Regions from separate parts of the Mus musculus genome. Here region 1 is linked to region 2. A link is a contact called in public HiChIP or PLAC-seq data. All regions are on one chromosome and are shown on one strand. Each heading gives the region's core, a stretch centred on a gene start, on an enhancer-like site or on the middle of the called end of the contact. The rest is flanking DNA. Distances are from core to core; before and after follow the strand shown.

Region 1 (7,584 bases), core at 1,878-4,377, 200 kb before region 2:
TGTGGTTAATATGCATCAACTTTTCATTTTCCCAAGAAGCCACTGACATATAAATTATTATAGTCACACTGCAGTGAGAAAATTGAATCCTAGAAAAGTCAAGTAACTTGATAAAGATAATTAGCTACAAACATGGGGTAGAATTGGGGTTTAAATGAGGGCTCTGTGTTCTTTCTCTGGGGATGAAGAAAGGCAGAAATTTCAAACACATCTTCATGATTTGTAGATTAATTAAAGCCAGTTGGTAAGGGGAAGAAAAAAAGCATATGGTAGACACCAAAGAGATATTCAATCAAAATGAGGAAAAAGAAAAAGGAAAAGAAAAAGAAAAAAAGAAAAAGAAAGAGAAAATGAAGAAAAAGTTTCTGTTTTTATGCTTGAGGAGTAGTGCGTATAAATGTGTTTGTGTATTAAGAGATTCTAAGGAACTTGATGAACATAGATTGGCCTATTTTGACTAGGTTACAAAGTACTTGAATGACACCAGACAGAATGAATCTGGCATCACAAACTCAAGTAGATTGATTGAATCCACTGGCATATCTAACTGCATCCAGAATAATTGAGTACGTGGGGAAGAAGTGATGTCACAGAACCATTAGCAATAGATGGAAATTTGGGGAAGCGCAGTCGATAATTTCTCATTAACAAAGACCGGGTAAGAAGCCCAGGAGAAGAATGTTGCAGGCACTTAGGTGGCACTTTGGCTGAAAGACATTGACTCCTTTCTTGATGCTCCAACTTGTACACATGCAGGACCAAAGCTTGGCAGCTTGCCAGCACTTGGCATCTCTCTCTTCAAAGCCAGACCCCTGCTTGACTATGAATAAGGATGTTAATCACTCCAGGAGTGTCTGCCTACCCATCATAAGTCATCTTCCTTCAAGGCTGGAGGAACAAAGAGAAGGTGATTGTCCTAAACCTGTAGTTGCCTTGGATACCAGCAAGAAGAAAACCTCATAGTTTACCCTCCTTCCCTTGCAGATGAGAGCAATTATGCATAAGTGTAAAGCTGTACCTAGAACAAAAGGGCTCATCTTGTAGGAAACAAATTGGTCCTTTCCAGTGTTGATGGTGGTTGAAAACTAGAATGTATTGTGATGCCTTGCAGGAACTAAGCCATGACAAGGCCGAATTGGGCCACATCCTGACAAAAAACACTTAATTTGCTTACTTCTTATACTTTCCCCCAGTTCTCCTACTATTCAAATCTAAGGTTCATGCCAGCACCTGGGAGATGAACTCAAGGTGGCTGGGTCCCCTTTCTATGTTCTTTTTACCAACATGTGGCTTAACTCCATTTATCTGCTTTTCATCCCTGTGCATCTCTGACCTACATAACGGGATATACCACTGGATTTAAGTTGGTGAGACTGTCAGAGCATCCCTAAGGGTCCCACCAATTTTAACGTTAGGGGCCAACATGAATCTCACTGTGAGTGTATGTTTAGAGTTCGAAGATCCTCCTTGGCTAATGGTGAGTTCTAGGCCAGCCTGATCTACATAAAACACTGTCTTAAGCCAAAAACAAAAATTCCACCATCAACAGAATAAACAACTAGAGTATAAATCTTCAAGTGGAAACATGTCCCTCAAACGTTCAATAGGCTGTAAACAGATATGGGAATGAAACGCACCAACTGTGGAAGTGGAGACAGAACTTAAAAATAAAGGTGGAAAATTCAGTTATGGGATAGATTTTTTTTTTCATGCTGCCTAATGTGCAACAAAGGGAGATGCTGAAACACTTAAAGGAACAGTAATTCTTGAGTTCAAAAGAATGGTCTGTTCAAGGAGTAACATTTCTGATCATAGGCATCAAGATCATACTGATCTAAAATAACGAGGTCACCATAGGAACCACTCAAAGAAAAGACCATTAAGCATTAGGCTAGGAAGTGCCCCAACCTTAATAGTTTGGGAAAAATGGAGGAACTGTTGAGGAAGCACAGAAATAAGTGTTAACTGGTGGAAGAAAAATCAAGTGAGTACCCTTATGGGAGTACATTAGGAGGAAAAAAATCAAGAATTCTTTTCTGATTGATCAGATAAGATTAAAATACATATCATGTGTATACAGCCATACATAAACACGCACACAGATACAGACACGTGCACACACACATAGTCTAACAATTAAAGAGATCATGAATATGAAAGAGAGTGAGGCAGGGGTGCGTAGAAAGAAAGAGGAGAGAATGATGTGATCATTCTATAATCTTAAAAAGCAACAACAACTTTAAAAACTCTTAAATACCCACAACTTTATTATAAAAACACACAGATACAGATTGATCACTGAGCATTGGTTTAGCACCAGTATATGCTTAATAGTCTTGAGAAAGTATTGTTGAATTAATAACATCCTTGAAAAGGGCACATTCAGTGAAGGGCTAAGGCCAAAGGCCAGGAGAAGTAGATTTAAGAGAGAATGAGAGAAAGATACCAGTGGTGGTATGTGCCCAGAGAGGCAAGATTTCTGCTGCCATGGCTATTCTAGGAGGCAATTGGTCATATGGGCCTGTAGCATTGATTAAGCAGCAAGTATTTAGAGATCTAAGAGAAGCTCAGTGGAATTGAAATACCTAAAGATACAGAAGGAAAAGTAGCACTGTTTCTTTCCAAGAGGCTTTTTGTCAGAAGAGGGAAGTGATCTTAAAAAGCAGCTTGGTAATTGCTGCCATGGTGGGGGGGAGACGGGGGGAGGGACAACTGAGTGTTACATAAACTCATGTAAGAGGGCATTCATGATGAATAGCCTAAAGAATGTGGCTTATAGCAACTGTGTATTCAGTGGGTGTTGGCAGATAACACAAAGTTACTCAGATAAGAAAAGGACAAAAGTGAGAAAAAAATAGAATTAATCCAAGAAAAGGGTACTGTGACAATAAAACTTCAGAGATCTGAACTCCAATAGCTGGGTGCTTTGGAAAGACATGATACAAAGGTACAAGGGGGAGCCATTTAAAAGTATGGGCAGTTGGCAAGAGAAGTCAGACACAAGGACAAAATAATGCAAAGGTAGAATATGCTTTTGTAAATGGCAAATGAGATCAGTAGACAGTCTTTAAGTAGGCTTAAGATCAGATATGCATTTTAAAACATGACTCACTTAGTAGTGGGACGTCGTGTCCACCTCCTCTCTCCATGTTTGGATTTGATCTAGTTTGACCTTACATGTGTCTTGTGTATACTAGGGGTCATAAGTTCATATGTGCAACAATCCTCTCTGTCAGGCGGTCTCTGTCTGCAGTTAATTCTTATCATCCTCCAGCTCCCTTTTCATAAATGATATCTGAGCCTTGGGAAGAAGGAGTGTAGGAGCTGCTAGAATTTGAAAGCTACAGAGAGAGAGGAAGAGTCAGTTTTCCTGAAGGCTGTGCCTTCTGGTAGGTTGACTGGGCTCAAGTGGAAGGTCACACAGACAGGACTATGTAAACAGCACAAAGGGAACTTGATGGGCAGAGAGGATACAAAGCTGGGTGTGTAAGAAAGGGTGTGTGTGGGTCTGGGGCAGAGCTGAAGGAGGAAAGAGTATGATTACATACACTGTAGAAAATTCTCAAACAACAAATTAAAGAGTAAGAAAAAATGAACAGTGGAGCAAATGGAGTAATGGAAGAATTCCGATGTTTGTAAGGCAATTTGATGACATTGTATGGATATTTGTGGAAAATAGAATTTACAGCCAAATTCACATTGTAAAAGTACAGTATCATGATCTTGGCAAACACTTTTAAATGGTGTTCAAATCTAAACACTTTCCATTGCCTGCCTATTATTGTACAATCCTTCAACCTGTTGGCTATAACTATGTTGGTCTTTGTATTTCCTTAACTCTCCAGCAATCCTCACTTGGCTAGCTTTTCTCTCAGTACCTTGGAATGTCTTCTCAACCTGGGCACATGGCTTATTTCAGCATGTCAGGACCAAGCTTCATTTCCACCAGCCTAGAAGATCTTCTTTGTTCTACAACAATCCTTACCATGTCATGACTGTTTCTTATTCTCCCAGGTAGTATGTCTGTCATCACTGGGCTACCCTGATTGGCTGATAGCACTATTCATTTCAAACTCCAGCTGTTGAAATAGGATGTGAGCTCTAACAGAGTGTATTCCTGCCTTCCCTTTGGAATCCTGTCCTGGAACAGCTCATGGGTGCCAAGGCTCTAAGGTCGCTCTAAGTTGAGTGAACAAACAAAGCACAGTCAGGCTGTTCTCAAAGGAAATAGATGAATTATTTTTTTCAAACGAGCATACACTTCTGCATTTCAGAAGGATTGCTGGCAGAAAAGTTGGAGGAACTTTCACAGCCCTAATTCCAATAAAGTGTTTTCATTGCCCCCCCCCCCACATGCACGCGCATACACACACACAAAAACAAAAAACAAACAAACAAACAAACAAAAACAGACATAAGTAAAAATTAAACTAGTATAAAAGAGAACTATGAACTTTAGAGCATGCCACATCATCTGATTTATCCTCTACTAATGAAAGATGTTTATGAAAGGAAAGAAAAAAAATCTTGCTGTCAGGGCTTAGTAAGGAAGGATTCTGCATTACCTGGCCAAATATTCCATGAGTCTAAAATATTGCAAAAAAAAATGGTATATTGTTTAAAAGCAACAAATAATGAAAATATAGAAATTTGTGAGAACTAAAAGTCCAGTTTTAGAATGCAGCCTGTTCAAAATATCAGTTTTGACAATTTTCACATTTGTATATATTTATACCGAAAAATATGCTTCCTTTCTTTGTCAAGTGTATGTATATGTGTAAGTGTATATATATGTATAAGTGTATGTGTATATGTGCGTGTGTGTGCGTGTGCGTGTGCGTATGCATATGCGTATGTGTATGTTTGTGATGCAGAGGTTTAACCCAGAAACTTTGTACATTTTGGACAAGGTCCCTAGCACTGGTATATGAAAATGACTCTCCCTAGGATCCCCAATGTTATTAGACAAACACTGGGTACCATATCCTGCTTAATATTGTGTCATTTCATTGTAGAATTTCACTCTATGAACAGAACAGCCTTTGCGGTCTGATTAGAAGCTGTTGAGTGAGGAGACTTTTGGAAGGGATAAAAATATTAGTCCCTTATTTTCTGCTTCCTGTTGAAGATTTGCATGATGGTATGATTGGAATATATGTAGTCACCTTTGCAAGTTCAGGGCTGACAGCCATGTTGACAATAGGGTAAAACTATGGAAAACCTTAAAAGCACATCTAAAGGAGAATCTGTATTTTCTACCCTGACGTCAGTATGAGAAGAGGCTGTGGTTTGCTTAAGTTGCCGCACTTTTGTCTGTTATTGGCTGTACAAAATTTATGCATTAGATAAAGAAAATTTTTCAAAAAAATTATAACTCTGTTGGGAGCAGTCCTAACGATTCATTTGTTTAGTTTGCTACTTTATTGAAAACCGTACTTTAGGACTTCCAACACTTTTCTGACCCATACAGGAATAGCCAATGACAGTTTCTAAAGGTAGGATCTTCAATCTGTAATGCTATTTTTATAACTTTTTTCCTTCTGGTTAACTATGTAACCATAAAGCATTTTTTAAAATCACAAAGTAAAATGGATGTGAAGTCTCTTGCTTTGCACACAAATAGTATCTCTTTATCTTATATGCATTTAAATTTTTCCCAAAGGTAAATGTATATTCAGAAGGCAATGTGGTGCAGAATGGGGTTTAAATAAAACCTTGACAATTGAATAATGACTTGGGCTTTGATTCAAAAAATGAGTGAAGAGAATACAAGTTGGTGAAGGGAAGTGGAAAATATTTTTTTTTAATTTTGTTTTAGATACAAACATTCTACTTGGAAACACAGTGGTGCTTCCATGTATCTTTATTAGGATTACTCTTTGGAACACTCATGACCCGTTTCTATACAAATAGCAGCTGGAACATGTGCCTCTCTGTAGGAAATGTACAAAAAGAAGAGGCAGAGATGATTTTTCATAAGGCAGTCATCTCTGCCAGGTCGCAGACACCCACCAGGGCAATTTTCAGAGATTCCCAGAATGACTTTCTGTCTGTGTCAAAACAGGATTCCCATCAACACCTGTCATTGCCTTTTGGAGGTCTTTTAGAGTATGAATTGGTCTGTTTAAACTCTTAAATAACACCTGTAGGAAGTACTCTACTCTTATTACACATCATTTTACTGTCTTTTGATTCAACAATTGCTTTGGAGCAGCAGTTAGTGTCTCTAATGTATCAGAGGGGATTCTAATAACTATTCCTTACATAGAGAGAACTACTCTAGTTTTATAGATAGAAGAAACTTACTTTAATCGCAACAGTCTCTTAACAATAGGTTTAGGTCAACAGAAACATGCAGGGTACGGATTTATATATTTTTTTCCTCTTCCTGAAACAAATCACGTGCAGATTCATCAAGCTGTGAAATATATTAAGTTCACAGGGCTTTCACAAAGGGTTAGGAAACCACAAGAACCTGCTGTGATTCAAACTACGTTCAGATGTCCTTTTAATTATAGTAAATGAAGGTTTGGGTTGGCTTTGATGCTTATGGGCAAACAAGGAAACCCACTGAAAGAAACTGCTAAAAGTACTCCCTGTTGCTGTGGGTAATATACTACGTTGTATGCACACTGCTAGCCAATTTATTCTAGTCACTTTAACAAGGATATGCAGCCTGACAGGCCACACAGGATAGTATCACAAGTTGGGCAAAGCACAAATCATTAGAGGGCTAAGAAAGTTGTTTGACATGCACCACGGAGCTCTTTGTCACACAGCCAATTAAGTGACCAAACAAGGAACTTGAAAATACTCATTAATTTCTTCCTAGCAATATAAATGGAACATAGACTGCTTCTTGTCTCGTGCACCGAAGGCACCCAAGTAAAACTGGCATAATTCAATTTGCACTTTGTCAAAGGTGCAAGTAGCAACTTTGGTTCACAGAGAGCCTGCGTTAGGGACACAAAAAATGAAAAGCATGGGTAAAAAGTCTTCAGAAATATATATTTTTTTAACCAAGGTATAGATTTCTGGGCTCTGTGTGCAATTCTTCACATCCATCAGACACTGGGATCCCTTTTATGCTTAAAACTTTAGGTCCTGATTTTTGAGCAGGTGAGGCAGTTAAGAGCATCACTTCTTTCTTGGGGTGTGGCTATAGAGTTGGTTTAGCACCTAATGGAGCTTACCTCACTTACAGAGGACTCAAGTTCTGCCTGCAGTCCCCATGTCAAGGGATGCACAGCCACCTGTAACACTAGCTCCAGAAACTCAATGCCTCTAGCTTCCAAGGGAACCTGAACTCATATGTTCTTGCTCACACAGACATACACATAAATAAAAAAATGAAGATGAATTAAAATACAAAGAACTTGGGGTGAGTTCAAGATAGCAGGCTCTGCTGCTCTGGACTAAGACTACTCTTTAGTAGCGACTGCTGGAGTTTCTTCTACTCCATGATGTCTTTGTATTATACAGAGCTGGGATTCAACACCTGATGCTTTTTTTTTTCTATACCCCTCCCCCAGGCACTATTCTGGCAGGGGAAAAAAGATATTCTAAAGAGAAACACTTAGACTA
Region 2 (6,606 bases), core at 3,375-5,874:
TAGAAAATGCAGTCCTGATGCTTTAAAGGTTAATGGTGATTTATCTTAAAGCCTTTCACATGTACTCCATTTTGAATGTCTTCTCTCTGGGAAATAGATTTAGGCTTAATTAAAATGGTTTAAAGAAACAGCAATAATAGTCCCTCATACTAAATTCCTAAGGTCAGTGGATATTTTACTTTATGGGACAAAAAGAATTTTGCAGCGAGATAAAGTGTAGTAGTGACTACAAATTAGTATATTATAAGAAGACTGTGTTCTGCAAAGTAAGAGAGATTCATTTTTACTCCAATTATTTTTGTTTCATGTTACAAAATTGGAGATCACTAAGCTTTAAAAAGCTAATAATGAAAATGGTCCTTAAGTTTAAAGACTTTCTTTTCATAGACTTCAGAGGTTTATTTATCTTTGGCTTACCTTTAAAAATTCTTTTGAAATTATATTAGAATTACATCAGTTTCCCCTTTCCCTATCCTCGCTCTAACCCTTCTCATGTACCCTTTCCTATTTCTCAAAGACTTTATCTATGCCTCTCTTTCTTTAAACACACACACACACACACACACACACACACACACACACACACACACACTGATGAATCCATATAATGTTATTTGTATATCTCATATGTATATGATTCCAGGAATGACAATGACTACTTGTCATTGAATGACCAGATTGGGGAGCACATAGACACTATGAAATACTGTTAGGATGTAAATAAAAATGAAATCATGCAATTTGCAAGCAAATAGCTGGACTTAGAAGATATCATATTAACTATATATTACCCATTCCCAGAAGTACAAATAACATCTCTCTGACTGAACTTTGACATTATAATCTGAGTTGCAAATTATTTTCAATTTAGAAAATCATGATAACAAAAGTAATAACAATTGCTTAGAAGCAGGGGTACATGTTATAGTGATCTGATCAGAACACATCAAGTCCTGGGAAAAGTCCCAAATGTCCATACTTGGTTCAGAGCACATCAATGTCATTTATGATACATTGAAGGATTAAGGTCGTTGATGTTCAAACTATAAGAAACTCACAAAGTACAAGTTGCTGCAAGAGATTAAGTTTAGAGAAGTTCTTCAACTTTTAACTAATTAACTAATTTATCATTGCATGAAGTAATCAAATTTTCTACAGCATTGCTACCACAACAGACTTTAGTTCATATGTATGAATCATTCCTTTTCTAAGTAGGACAAAGGTTCCTTGTCTCTCCCATTTAGGCATTTGGTTGGGTAAGCTCCCTGACAGGAACAGATGTTGTGAGCTACCCCAAACTTTATTCAATGATGATTCCAAGTCAAATCAGTACCGAGATAAATGAAGCATATGCCTCAAGGGTTAGCTTCAAATACTTTGTCGGAGAAGTGAGTTGACGATCCAGTTTCAGTCCAATTTGCTTTTGCCCTATATCTGCCTTTAACAATCTGGTTACAAGACGCCCAATGGAAAAGTGTCCCCCTACTGTTTGAAAAGTAAACAAAACAAAACAAAACAAACAAACAAACAAACAAAACAAAACCAAAAGAAAACAAACAAAAACCCGTTACAAGTAAATGCTGTGATAGCATCTGTTTTACGGCCTATGTAGAAACACAAAATTAAATTTCTACATTAGAGAAATTACTGAATCCTTTGTGCATGAAACATTTAAGAACATGTCAATATTTTTATATTAACTGACTGGAGGGAAATTTCATTAGATAATTATTTATGAAGACAAACAAGATGTATGAGTAATCTCATTGTGCTTCTGTGACAGCACATTTTCATGTGTAACTCTCAAAAAACATCTAAAGGCAAACATGAAGAAATTAACTGAAATATATATTCATATCCCTCTAAAATCATATTGTGTGTGACAGGCATGCAAGTATGCATTTCAATGACAGTAACTTAAGGAAATTGGAATGTCATTTTTTTTTTATGCATTTACACTATTTTTCATTATTTGTCTTCTTTTGTTTTTTTGGAGGCAAGATCTCAGTATGTATGTAGCTCTAGCAGGTAGCCTGGAATATCCTTTGTAGATAAGGCTGGCCTGGAGCTCAGAGATGCACCTGACTCTTCCTGCCGAGTGCTGAGATCAATGGTGCACACCACCTCGCTTGGTTGTGCTTATTTGCCTTTTTATGTATGTACCCTTTTTTGTAAATGTATTTTATTTATAATGTGTAGGTTATGTGTGTGGGTTCATGTGAACGAAGTTCTGAACAGCAGCTTCTGCTGTTGGATAGTCCTAGAGCTAGAGCTATAGACAGTCTGAGATACCTTGTGTGGGAACTGAGATTGAGCTCAAGTCCTCTGTAACAGTACTAGGAGAATTTTCTCCTGAGTCATCTCTACATCCTCTCTGTAACCAGAATTTTAAAAAAGACTTTCATTTTTTTGCCCCTAAATAGTTTGCATCCCTGTGGAAAGCTTCGTTTTAGAATTGTTACTTTCATTATTTTAAATAAATAGAGTACTGTGTTTTAACTACCACAACACTGGCACTTTGGACACCATAGCAGTAGGATACGAATACTAACAAATTTTAAGAAATATTGGCATCCACTTAACACCATAAGTAAGATGAAGAGCAAGGCAAGACTTCTGAGTGTCTGACAGGGACACTTCACACACACCTGCATGGGGTGTCCTTCCTTGTGACACTATATCATACCAGTGGACTCATCCCTATGTCCTGATGAACATCCTCTAGAAGGCAACCTAACTTCAGCACAGGAGTTTTCTTTTAGGTTCTACATCCCTGAGAAATAATGCATTTTATGAAATCTATAAGCCTTAATGGCTCTGTGATGTGAAGAGATTTATATTTGACCTATCATGAATTTAAAGAGATCAGCAGGAGATTCAAAAGACCTTCGGTTCAAATTCCTACTAGGCAAAGATATCTGAATGAGGTATTTAATTTATAATCTCAGTCTGCTTAATTATAAAATAGAACCAGTAATGGTATAGGTTGACCTGAAAACATTCTATAACATATTTTAGAACAATTTTGGTTGTGGCACTTCAAAGTTAAACAGCATCTACTATTAGGAAATTGCTGTTAGCTGTCCCTGTCAATTTCTTGTTTTCCTTTATGATTGTGACAAAGGAAGAAAATCAAGTAGCGGAGTCATCAGCTATTTTTATTAAGCATCTCAGAATATTCTTCCTCCATCACTTGTTTGCTGAGCTGTAGGCTTGGAAGTCACTCCTGCATCCACTCCAATCAGAGAATAAGCTGCTAAATGTTTAATGATTAATTTGCATCAAATAGTTACTTAGCAACCATCGCCAATATAAAATTAGATCTGATTTTCTGTGAAGCCTACAGTCTTACTAAATGGTGCAGAGACAGAGGAATACTAGTCACTGTCAAAATGTTAACTCTAAAAAACACATTCACATACAGCGTTTTATGAATTTGAATTAGAAATTACACCACATTTAAAAATAGCTTGGCATTAAAATTTTCATGTTTCAGTTTTTACATATAAGCTAGATATCATAATGAGAATAATTAAAGAAAATTTTCATTAATAATACTCGTGTTCTGGAAACTTCAAATTTTGTTACATAAATAATCATTTGAATAGTCACTACAGCGCTGAGGTAATCACTTGCATTGAGAAATCATTTTTCTAAGCCAACAGATCAATTGAAATATTTATAGTAAACAGTGAGATTCTTCATCCATAATATTCATGAATATTCATAATTTTCATGGGGGTAAGTCCTGCTTCCTCCAAGCTAGTTAGAGAAAGAAGGAAGGAAGAAAGAGTGGAAAGGAGAAAGGAGGGAAGGAAGGAGTTTGTCATACTTCTGATAGGATAATGCTAATTAATCTTGGAAGTTCAACCCTTTTAGAATTAATAATAAATGAACGTTTAGGTGATTGACACTTAGTGGTGCTCAATCTACAGCCTGAGGATAAAGATTAAACACCATAAAAATTATCATCTCATAACTCAAGGGACAGCATCTAGTGGAAGTGATATATATATCAAGAACTCATGAAAACTGTATTAGATTCAGTGCTAGTAAAAAAAAAATGTGGGCAATGCTGATCAATGAGCAAAGAAATGCCCTCAAGACATGGACTAACAAGTTTCTCATTCTTCATTTATCATTTGTTCTTAACAGAGTGCCACATGACATCCATGGCAGAGCTGCTGTTCATAATTCATGTGTTCCATGCTTCGTATTTCAATCCACTGAATGTAAATATCAGCGAGGATACAGCACAATGAGGCATTCTGGGTTTGTCTTCCTAGCACGGGTCATGGTATTCTTTTTTCGGCATCATCCTTTCCCTTGAAGGTAAGTTGCTTAGCTTGGGTACACAGCTATTAACAGATCCAGAGAGACACAACTCTGCCGAACCAAACTCCTCCTAGATTATAATATAAATAGCCAGCTATGGTTTTATTAGTTTTTCCAAGATGGAAAAGAAAGAAAGCCTTCCTGTCAAAATAAACCTATTTCACATTTCACCTCCAACAACTGTGACTATGATCTCACTTGTGAAATTTCCTGTTATCTTGAGTAAACAACAGTAAATGAACTGTGTAGGAGATAAGAACAGGACGGAAGAAAAGGAGTGGAGGAAAACCAGCCTAAAGGAAAACAGCTGAGTTCAGAGGGCACTGAGAGATTTATTCCTCCTTCGCTCTGTAATTCCATTAGGCTTTTGTTTTGCTTTGTTTGAAGAAAACTTTTGGCATGTCTGAACTCTCCCTGCTAACTGAGCACCGAACTCATTTCAAGCAGATCTACATCCTAGAACTGACAAAGTTTTCCTACAGAAATTTGGATGCATGTCCTAAGGTTTCCAAGAAGCAAATGGTTAGACTGCAGTGATTTACAATGTTGGGCACATCAAAGAAAACTGAACACCCACCATCCCTAAAAATGCTCATTTGCTGTCTTCTTTTCAGGCAATTTGAACTAAATTTATGAGAAAGGCCATGATGCTCAGGATCCAACCATATGCACAGAAGGATTGCACTTTCATAATATTGAGAAAGTTGAATTTTTGATATTGCCATATGTCATCATTAATTGCCTTAATTATAGGCCATACTGAAGGCAAATGAGGACCAAAATACCAGGCAGTCACATTAAGGCCATTTTGTATTCTGAAACTTCTCTGAGAGAAACTGAATTAAAATGAGGTACTGTGTACAATGCCAAATTTCAATAAGAGAGAATATGTTTTCATCTTTTACACTTTTGAAAGTAAGCCTTAATCTCCCTTACAGGTTGACTGACAGCAAGAAATAAGAGACCTCAGCTGGCAACAGAGTCAGCGGGTTCTATCCGAAAGACCGGAATTTCACTACTTAGTGATTTAAAGCTATGCTTACCCTAAAATGATCATTAAAAGATAGGCTTGAATTGGTCAGTTACTACACTACACTGGTAGAACATACCGACTAGGTCTACAGACCCATTTAAAGAGGGGTTCAGTCAGTACTTATTGATAGAAATAAGTGAGGGTGGCTGGCGGACTGTGAGGATACCTAGATGCATTGAGAACACAGACACATTTGGGAACATTCAAAACCTGTAAAGGGGGGGATTACTAACTGTGGGGGAAATGGGGCTGACTGTAAATCTCATTATACTGAGAGCTCTGAGCACAGGAGGAAAGAAAACTATGAGCAGTATCCAGAGACTCTACAAAGCTAAGATTGTTTATTTTTATTTTTATTTTTATTTTTTTTTTAGTAGCAAGCAGTGCCAGCAGTCAAGGCCACAGGGAGTGTGGATCAGGCCAGTTCAGAGAATAAAGACAAGCAGAAGCCAAGCAAGTTGAGGGGAAATTTGGGAAATGTGCCTAACTTATCTTAGCTATTTCTCTGAGGTTAAAGATCCGGTAGGGAAAAGCTGGCTTAGGAGTGAAACCACAAAGAATTTTCCACTAGCACAATCTCAGGGAGGTTCAGGGCAGAACTCAAAAGTCCACTGATAGCCTTAAGCTAAAAAAAAAGAAAAAAAAAAAAAAGACTAGTTTGTGATATTATACCATGGTAAAGGAGTTCGTGATGCATGGGGCTGCCCATATTGCGGGAATAGCTTGGCAGCATTATGGAATTCCACGTGACTGAGTGGGATGGCCCCAACTCCCTGAAGACTGTAAATAGTCTGATTTCAGCTAGCATGTCACAGGATACTTAAGAGTTCACATACATGAAGCTTTGTGTGGCGTGACCTTTGCTATGCAAAGCACTTTACATGCATTCCATTTGGTTCGACAAACATAGTATAATCCTTATTTACAAGGATTATATTGCATAGCCAGTGTGTTAACTTTTTATGTAGTATCTCTGTTTTGGCTGAGCTCATCAACCTCTCCACCCAAAATTGAGTAATTTGGTCTCAAGAACTAAAGCAACTTGATTCTATTGATCGTCATCTTCTCAGCCCTTTTGGACTCTCAGTAATGGTTGCTGTGAGTGCTGTTTATCAGTTCCCTACTGACTCAAACTCACCACCCATTGATTACTTCTGACAATGGCCAACTGAGAGCCAAAAGAAAACTTTTCACGTTTTTCCTTACCCCCCACCCCCTCTGTCTTATATTTAGCCCAG

What was found. HiChIP or PLAC-seq counts read pairs in DNA pulled down with a chosen protein or histone mark.
Region 1: a FOXA1 HiChIP or PLAC-seq map of pancreatic cancer cells shows a contact between it and region 2. The contact joins two enhancer-like sites. A contact is called at or near these places in 4 of 484 Hi-C or Micro-C datasets (all in the G1E-ER4 cell line), 1 of 115 datasets of contacts at active chromatin or transcription factors (pancreatic cancer cells) and 1 of 9 other capture datasets (adipose tissue).

What each region holds. Positions count from the first base shown.
Region 1 is chr5:81,670,349-81,677,932 of GRCm38.p6, reverse strand. The region is part of intron 14 of Adgrl3 (adhesion G protein-coupled receptor L3); the gene reads right to left. Among named protein-coding and RNA genes, the nearest start is that of 1700031L13Rik, 450 kb to the left of the region's middle. Within about 2 kb of position 3,127, at least 8 of the 459 cell types and tissues checked have an H3K27ac peak or open chromatin away from gene starts, as enhancers often do. A contact at or near this core is called in pancreatic cancer cells, where this site is marked.
Region 2 is chr5:81,474,154-81,480,759 of GRCm38.p6, reverse strand. All of the region lies in intron 7 of Adgrl3 (adhesion G protein-coupled receptor L3), which reads right to left. Among named protein-coding and RNA genes, the nearest start is that of Adgrl3, 460 kb to the right of the region's middle. Within about 2 kb of position 4,624, at least 17 of the 459 cell types and tissues checked have an H3K27ac peak or open chromatin away from gene starts, as enhancers often do. A contact at or near this core is called in pancreatic cancer cells, where this site is marked.